Regions from separate parts of the Gossypium arboreum genome. Here region 1 is linked to region 2. The links are chromatin contacts, called in public Hi-C maps. All regions are on one chromosome and are shown on one strand. The core of a region is the stretch at or near the end of the contact, and the rest is flanking DNA. Distances in the headings are between cores, read along the strand shown.

Region 1 (4,128 bases), core at 404-2,903, 470 kb after region 2:
CACCTGCAGTTGAAACCAGTGGTCCAAATGTTAGTTAATACTTCAATGACTTCATGTTTTCAGTGATTTAATGATTCTTGTTAATTTTGGGACAATAATACAGCAGCCCATGATATTTGATTTATAGGCAATATCAGACAAATCCCAATGTATATTAATTGAAGCAAAAACATAATAATAGAGACCCTTCACCAGTTTCCAGATGATAAAAGAGCTAACAATTAATTACCAAAGAAAAAATTTATGTTTAAAGCTTTTAAATATCATCAAGAAAAACAATTAATAGATCCAATCATTTCCCATTCAAAAGAGTCCTTCCATGTATATTAAAAAAAGGGAGGGTAAAATACAGATCAAAAGAAATAGGAAAAAACACTTTTTGGGTACCGACAATAAAATAATACAATTAAACATTAAACAAAACCAAACGGACTATATTATTATATTCTTTTATATTTAAGGAATATTCACCGACTTTAAATCTGTTTAATCAAATTATTATGTTGCTTAATTAAGCAAATTTTGACAAATTTTTTTAAGTAATACCATTTAATGCATTTGATATGGAATCCACAAGTAGAAATAAGATCATATTCTCATCGATTCTCTTAAACTCTTCAACTTATTTAACTTTTAAAAGCACTTATAAATTAATAACATAGTTGAATGGCAATCAATTCACGAATTCCTTCATTAATCAAACATACACCAAAAATAGATAATATGGCAAACAGAAGTAGAAATTTTAAGAAAAAAAAGAAAATGTGAAATTAGTCTACTATTTGCAATTATTTCAACAGTTTTTTTTTGTGTAAAAAGAATTAAACATAATATGATCGAAATTTTACAGCGTAACACGTTGCCAGCTATAGCAAATTCGATTACTCAAATTTAAACTAATTACACTCCAAATTAACAATGAAAACACAAAAATTAAGTGAGATTTCTCTCTGGCAAACCAACTAAGCAGTCTAGCATTAAAATAATTACGAAACTGCACATCTTCATTTTTCTTCTTTAAAAAGGAAAAACTGTAAATAGGTGAATTCAATCGTTAAACGAACCTGGTGAAAGGAAAGGTTCCTGCCGAATTCACCCGCGAGTTCTTTGACTCTTTTGGGAGCAACATCCGAGGAATTGTCGAGATTATCAACAACCACTGTTTTGTAACCGCTTAACAACAACTGCAACACCGTGTGGCTCCCGATATAACCGGCTCCGCCGGTCACCAGAATAGTCTTCGACATATTCGAACCAATCAAAACCAAAAAAGAAAAACTGAAAGTAAAAGAAACTGAGAGAAGAGGCGAGCGTAACAGAAGGCTAATAATAATTCTTTGAAATTAAAAGGGTTTAATGGAATTAAAAGGTAAAAATAGAAGAGAGAATTATATATGAGGACAGAGAGCGCACACAAAAAAGAAAAAGGAAGGGAGATTTTGTGAAGGCTTCAGTTTCAGGAAGATGGGGGAAAAGAGAATGAATGAGAAGAATAGCCACGTGGAGTGAAAAGGGTGAAAAGGCTCCCTATGACCGGGGATTTTGGATGGGGGATGGGTTTTTGGAGTAAACTAATCTTCTATTTCTTCTTCTTCTGCTGCCGCCGCTTTTTCTTTCTAGAAAAAGGTATATTCTTATTGGAGTGAACAAATGTTAGGGTATTCATATATATTATTCAACATTTATTTATACATCTAATTCTTGTTAAATGTTATTTTTGAATAATGTAATTAATTTAAGTATTTTTCAAAAATATATCTCATTAACCTTTATTAACCAACACCAATAATGTTGTATATAATCAAATTACGGATACAATCCAATTAATTGGTGTCAATCAGAATCTTAATCATCAAATGATAAAAATTATAAAAATAAAAACCCAAACCACCATATTATAAAAATATAAATTTTGAGCATCAAGAATATCATGTCACATCACATGACATAAAATTTATAATACCACTAAAATGAATTGATTTAATTGACGTCACTCTTTAAATTAATTTTGTATTTATTCATATTTTCTTTTAATAAATTATAAAAGGAGAGAAAGATTTTATCAACAATGTTATTAGTACGATTTAAACTTAAGTCATATTTAAGGCAATAAATATTTTAGCATTAAGCCAACACAAGAATTTACATTTTAATCCAAGCGAAAATTTAAAAATTACATTCCATTTATTTATACTTATATTTGCCGCAGATTTTTCAAATGCCAAAATTACTTTCATGTTCTTTCTTTCATATGTAAACATGAGGAAAAAGAAAAATAATAAAACACAGACAAGTAACTAATAAACAGTTATAAACTATAGATTTTCTATTTATCTTATTTTATTAAAGTAAAATCAATAACACACAATTTTTCTCTTCTTCTTTTTCACCATGCAATTGAAGTTTTAGTGTGAAATTTTTTGGATAATTTTACTTTAAGATTTTCTTTTTGTGTTTTGAGAAAAGAAATTGAAATGGAAAGCAAGATAGTAGGGTTATTAATATTAAATAATTTGTGTATTAGGTATTTGTTTTTCTTAATTAAAAATTGGTCGACCATTTTATTCTAAAACAACTTGAATTTTTTCTTAGTTGAGTAAAAAGTAAATACTAGAAATCAACCAATAAAAAATCTCAAATTTTTTTAGAATGTATTAGTTGACTAATTTTTCAGTCAACAAAAACAAATATCTAATAAGAGAAAGATTAGGTGTTATTAATTTTTTTAATAAGGTAAGATAAATACAAAATTTAAGACTTAGAACAATTTGTTTTGATTTAATGGCTAAAATCATTTTGATTCTCATAGTTCTCATTTTGAAAGTTCTCATTATAGTTGCCACCCATTAAACACCACATAAAAAGAAAAAAAAACTAAACATGATATAATGAAAACATAGCACCACCCCAATATAAATTAGATTATAATACACACATTATGTGGGTGAAAAATTACATAATAAATTTATAAAAATTTGATAAAATAAAATGCTCCTTTGATTGAAATGGTAATGTTAAAACAATAATATTTTGATTTCAAATCTTTTGATTCTTATTATCTATCTATGTGTATTCTTTTAGATATATCAAAATTTAAATAGATATAAATATCCTCAATATAATAAGTTTTTGGTATTTTACAATGAAATTGGAATTGATTGCTGAGTGACGTAAACTCCATCACTCTTAATAACAATATAGTATACTTAATAATAGTAAATATACCATTATTTATGTAACAAATATATTTGTCAAAAATTGATATAAAAATTAAATAATGCTGTAGTTAAAATGGTAAAATTAAATGTTTTAAATTTATTGTGTCAAGGGTCATATCTCATTATAATTTTGTTTTTATAGATTTGATATAAAATATAAAAGATAAAAAAATACTCTAATAATAATTTAACCTATTTTGTATATAAAATGCATTTTAATCACTTTTAGTTGAATAGATGTCTAACGACTCATGACCGAACTCAATTAGAAGCCTAAAAAATTATGTAATAAATATATTCATTAATAGTTTATATAAAACCAAATAACCCTATGTTTGAATTGAGGTAATATAAAAAAAAGGAAAGGAAGATATTTTCCTTTGTTTGAATAATTTCTTTTGTTTTTTAAGTAAGGGAAAGCTAAGAAAGTTTAGTATCTCTTGCTTTGTCTCAAAATATCGAATTTTTAAGTACCCAAAATTAGAGGGAAAGTAGAGTAAATAAAATTTTAAAATATAAAATATTCTTTTTACCCTCTTATCTAGCTAAATAAGGCTTTTAGGCTATTTTTTATTTTTTATTTAGGCCTTTAGGTTGATTTTAATTTTAATTAGGGAAATAAGCCAGTTTTAGGAGAGAGAATGTGAAAGCACGTCTAGCTAGGCGCACTTTACTACCATCTATTAGAAAGCGCACCTAGCTAGATGCACTTGCCCTCAACGGTAACTTCAACGACTTTTTGACCGTTGCCCGCGCCAAATGACAAAAAAATGAAAACCCTAACGATAAAATTTTTTGACCCTATAAATACCCCTTAAATTTAATTTTTTTCATTCACATCATTCTTTCAAACACTTTATTACGCCCCAAAAATTTGAATATTTGATGTTGGATTCCGTTGTAATTAAGT
Region 2 (3,944 bases), core at 1,355-3,854:
AACGGAGCAAGGGTTCTAGGCTGGCGGTGGGGTGCAAGCCAGCCTATAGCAAAGCATCGTAATAGCCAGGCCGGTTGACGTAGCTAAGATTTGCCTGTACCAAATCTGGTTTCTGCTAGAATATTTGTTTCCATGCAGTTTTTTGTCTTTGTTTTTTTCAATGTTAAAATGTTTAGTGGCTTAAGCATCTTGTACATATAATGCAGTTATATATATATACACATGGATGCATGTATGTGACAGCAGTCAAATACACATACAAACATATATATATATAATAGTACATGAACCTAATGGCTAATGTTTAGAATAAAATGGGATCAAGTTAATAATTATGAATATAAACTTTCTTGCCAAAGCATATCACATACATTCTAGATAAGTATCAGCATCGATTACACAATTCACATCAATTCCAACAGGCTAAATCTGCCACAGTATTCCAAAATGGGATTCAAAAGCATTACTGAATCGAAACAGTGATAAAGTCTTTTGAAAGGGGAAGTGGCAGTGTGTGCATAGCCACCATAGATGCTGAGGTTAAGTTTCAAAATTACATATTTGAAATCCGGCATTTCAGTGTCCGTCTACGGATGATGCTCTCACATGGTATGTGACTCCATCTTCGTAACAGCTTTCTCAATGTTTGGTATGTTCTTCCTCAAGGTAGACCATTGTTCTTCTGTCAAACTTATTCCTGTTGGCACAACAATTAGCATTAAACATGAAATTCTTCACTAGTACGGGGAAATGCGAAATGCCAAAACCGAGAATCAAGTTAAATCAAGGATAATATATTAATACTATCAAGAACATCCTACAGTCATGCAGAGTAAAGACAGAGAGAGAGAGAGAGATTATTTAAAGGCCACCATGATAGAAAATTTGCCTTGAAATACCTGCCTAAGTTCCAAAGCAAAACCAACAATTATATCTATTTGATTTGATTAAATACTGACAATTCTACAAAATCCACCCAATCAGTAAAAGACAATAAAACTGACAAAAACAAAGCAACACCATATACAGCATAAAGTGTGAAACCCACTCATCAAAAAAATGCAGTTCATAGATGTAGCATGTATAGGAAATTGAAGAAACGAGATAAAGTAGAGTATTCACGTAGAACTAGCAAAGAGAAAAATAGACTAAGAATAAAGTAATAATAAGGTTATTTCTAAAGAATATACATGAAATCCATCAATCTCTTTATGCTTTACGCCCTTCAAAAATATATCCAAAAACCATAAAATTTGATTTCAATGCTTTTCTCGGTTTCCTAATATCATGGCCATAGTAAAGGAACCAGGACACTAACTTTGTAATATTATAGGAGCAAGGCAAGAGAAATTTTGATTGGACCTTGTCATGTATAGTTCCTCTACAGTTAAATAAGTGGAAGCATTCATGAGTGTTGCAAAATCTACATAATTTTTATTACAAACCAAGTTGAGCTACAAATGAGTGATCACAATTGCCTGAAGAACAGAGAATAAATAAGGTGTAAACAAGGAATACATCAAGAAGCATGATAAGCTGAGACGTCTGCAAAAAGTATGCCAAGTTACCATTCATGCAGATATCGTGCAACCAAATTTCCAATCAGTCAAAAAATATAAAGTTCTTATTTCCTAAGTACCATAGATTTGTTAATGAGGTAGACCAAAATAGCAACAATTCACAAAAATTAGTGTTTCTTTTCCTGCCATTTCCAAGCTCAACACATTTATAGACTGAACAAAAGCTTAACTTCAGCAGCATAACTACTAGAGCATTTTTCTTTTAACATCTTCTAATCCAGACATTGAAATATATATATATATATATATATATAAAATCCAAAAGAAACAAAACCAAGCCTGAAACAAGTAAATTTGAAACAAAGCTAAGCATTTACCTTTAGAAGAAGGAAGTTCCTTGCCGTCCTTTTTATAGTACTCCCTTATGGAAATTAAAGTTTTCCCTCTAAAGTCTTGGAGAGTCACCCTTCTCTTGTCAGACAACTGGGAAAAAACAACAAAACAAAACCAATAAACATGAAACCTCAAAACCCCCAACCTTCACTTAAAACCCACCAAAAGAAGAAAAGGAAAACCACAAAGAAAAAGAAACAAACCCTGCAAATAATGAGATCACCATCATCATCAAACTCGTTGTTGTTATTGTTACTATCATCACCTGTAGCTTCTTCTTCTTCTTCTTCTTCTTGTTTGGCCTTTTGTTCTTCCAGGAAAGCATTGACGACATGTCTGACATAAGCCTTGCACTTGGATTCGGAGAGGTCGAGTTCCAGTCTCTTGGAAGCCAATTGTCGAATCTTGTACTCTGTCATTTCGTTCATGTCGGCTTCTTCCAAGAGTTCCCTCACCGTTTTCTTTATCTTCTCTCTCGTTTCTGAGTCCATTTTCTCGGGTATTCTGATTACGGGTTTCAAGGAAATCTAACAATAAGAGGGCATGTGTGAGATTAAAGAGTTGGGAGTTTCACTGATCTTTTGTTTAGATTTGGGGGAAATTAAGTTTTGCTTTTCATTTTGGGGGCTCTGCCTTCTGGGTTTGGGTTTCTGGTTCTTGATTTGGTAAGTAAGCTTGGCCCGCGGCCGGGGGGTTCATTCGCCATTATCCACATGGTCATTTTTTAAAATTTCTGATTTAAAAATTATTAATTCATTTGTCTGTAGTATTTTTCGTTAAAATTTACTATAAATAAATCTATGCTTGCAAATAATAAAGATGAGATATGAGAAGATGGACAAAAACATGTTATAAAGATAATATATTTTATTTTTGTTCTTGGTCCCTAAACTTGCTTTTTACTGGTTATTCGTCTATAAGGAGTGGTTTCACATTGTACTTATTCGATGGATATAGAGTGGTCTACTTTGTAGTAAATTGGGCTAGTTGGTTAATAATTTAACCTTCACTAATATGGTATAACAATATGCCCCCCTCTCAACCTTAGATTTAAGCCTAAGTTATAAAATAGTCTAGAAGACTTATGTCAAAGTGCTTATTCGATGTGATACTTGGTCATTTAAGCATTTTGCAGATAGGTAATAGACTGAAGTTGTTTCATATGATATGACTTCATTTCTTTTTAGAGATTTGGCTTTATCAATCATACGAGAGCAAATCTTTGGATGCTAAATCGTTTGATTTGGTTGCATATTTTGATGGATTTGACTATAAAACATTTGTTGTTGCTTAGGATTTCTTTTATGCTGGTAGTCCATTGAGTTTGTTGCTTTAATGCATTGTGTCTAGGAATAAGGCTCTTTTGAGTAAATATAAATTGATCAATGATACTCATTGCTAATTTGAGGATTGATTTATTTGATTATGCTGACAAGGTTGTAGTCATAGTAGTATTGCATTTGTCGAGAAATTGAGGAAAGCTTGTGAGGAGTCTAAGTTGTGTCAACAATATTGAGATCAAACTATGCGATTTTTGGGGCTCTTGAAGGGTTTGTGGTAAAGGCAAACTTGATTGTTGAGATTATATTCCTTGAGGTACTATTTCCTTCTTATATAAACCGAAGTAATAGACTTCGTAACACCCCTCACCCATCCCTGTTGTCGGAGTTGAACTACGGGATGCTACAACAAACAACAAAATAGTTAAATATGTTTTTAAATAAAGAATTCATTTAAAACATTCAATAATTATCATACATTCACACAAGTCATACTTTGCAAACAAAATCAGGTTTAAATCGAGCTTATGAAAGCTCTAAAGTAGGCTCGAAATCGAACAAGAACCAATTTGAAACTTTTATAAAAGTTTAAAGGCAACTGTCCAAAATAAGAGTGTAATACCTTATACTCGACCCAATTCACCGGATCCAAATGTAGGATGTCACAATACTTACATACTTAACAAAATTGTTTAGCTGGCGAAAAACCATTCCGGTTAACTTTTTATTTATTTAAAAATCTTTTCTAAGT

Evidence for each region. Hi-C and Micro-C count contacts between places; a contact is called where the count stands out from the background.
Region 1: a contact with region 2 is called in a Hi-C map of leaf, with 5 times the contacts expected there. The contact joins the promoter of LOC108482025 here to the promoter of LOC108483634 in region 2. A contact is called at or near these places in 2 of 5 Hi-C or Micro-C datasets (both in leaf).

The regions. Positions count from the first base shown.
Region 1 is chr1:32,060,923-32,065,050 of ASM2569848v2, forward strand. LOC108482025 (UDP-glucose 4-epimerase GEPI48) reads right to left here and starts at 1,654. Exons shown (of 9, transcript XM_017785132.2): 1 at 1,065-1,654; 2 at 1-3. The coding sequence starts at 1,247.
Region 2 is chr1:31,591,374-31,595,317 of ASM2569848v2, forward strand. It overlaps LOC108483634 (RNA polymerase II transcriptional coactivator KELP), which reads right to left and starts at 2,605. Exons shown (of 3, transcript XM_017787138.2): 1 at 2,117-2,605; 2 at 1,898-2,003; 3 at 347-697. The coding sequence starts at 2,404. The coding sequence ends at 603. It overlaps LOC108481554, which reads left to right. Exons shown (of 1, transcript XM_017784671.1): 1 at 1-62. The coding sequence ends at 62.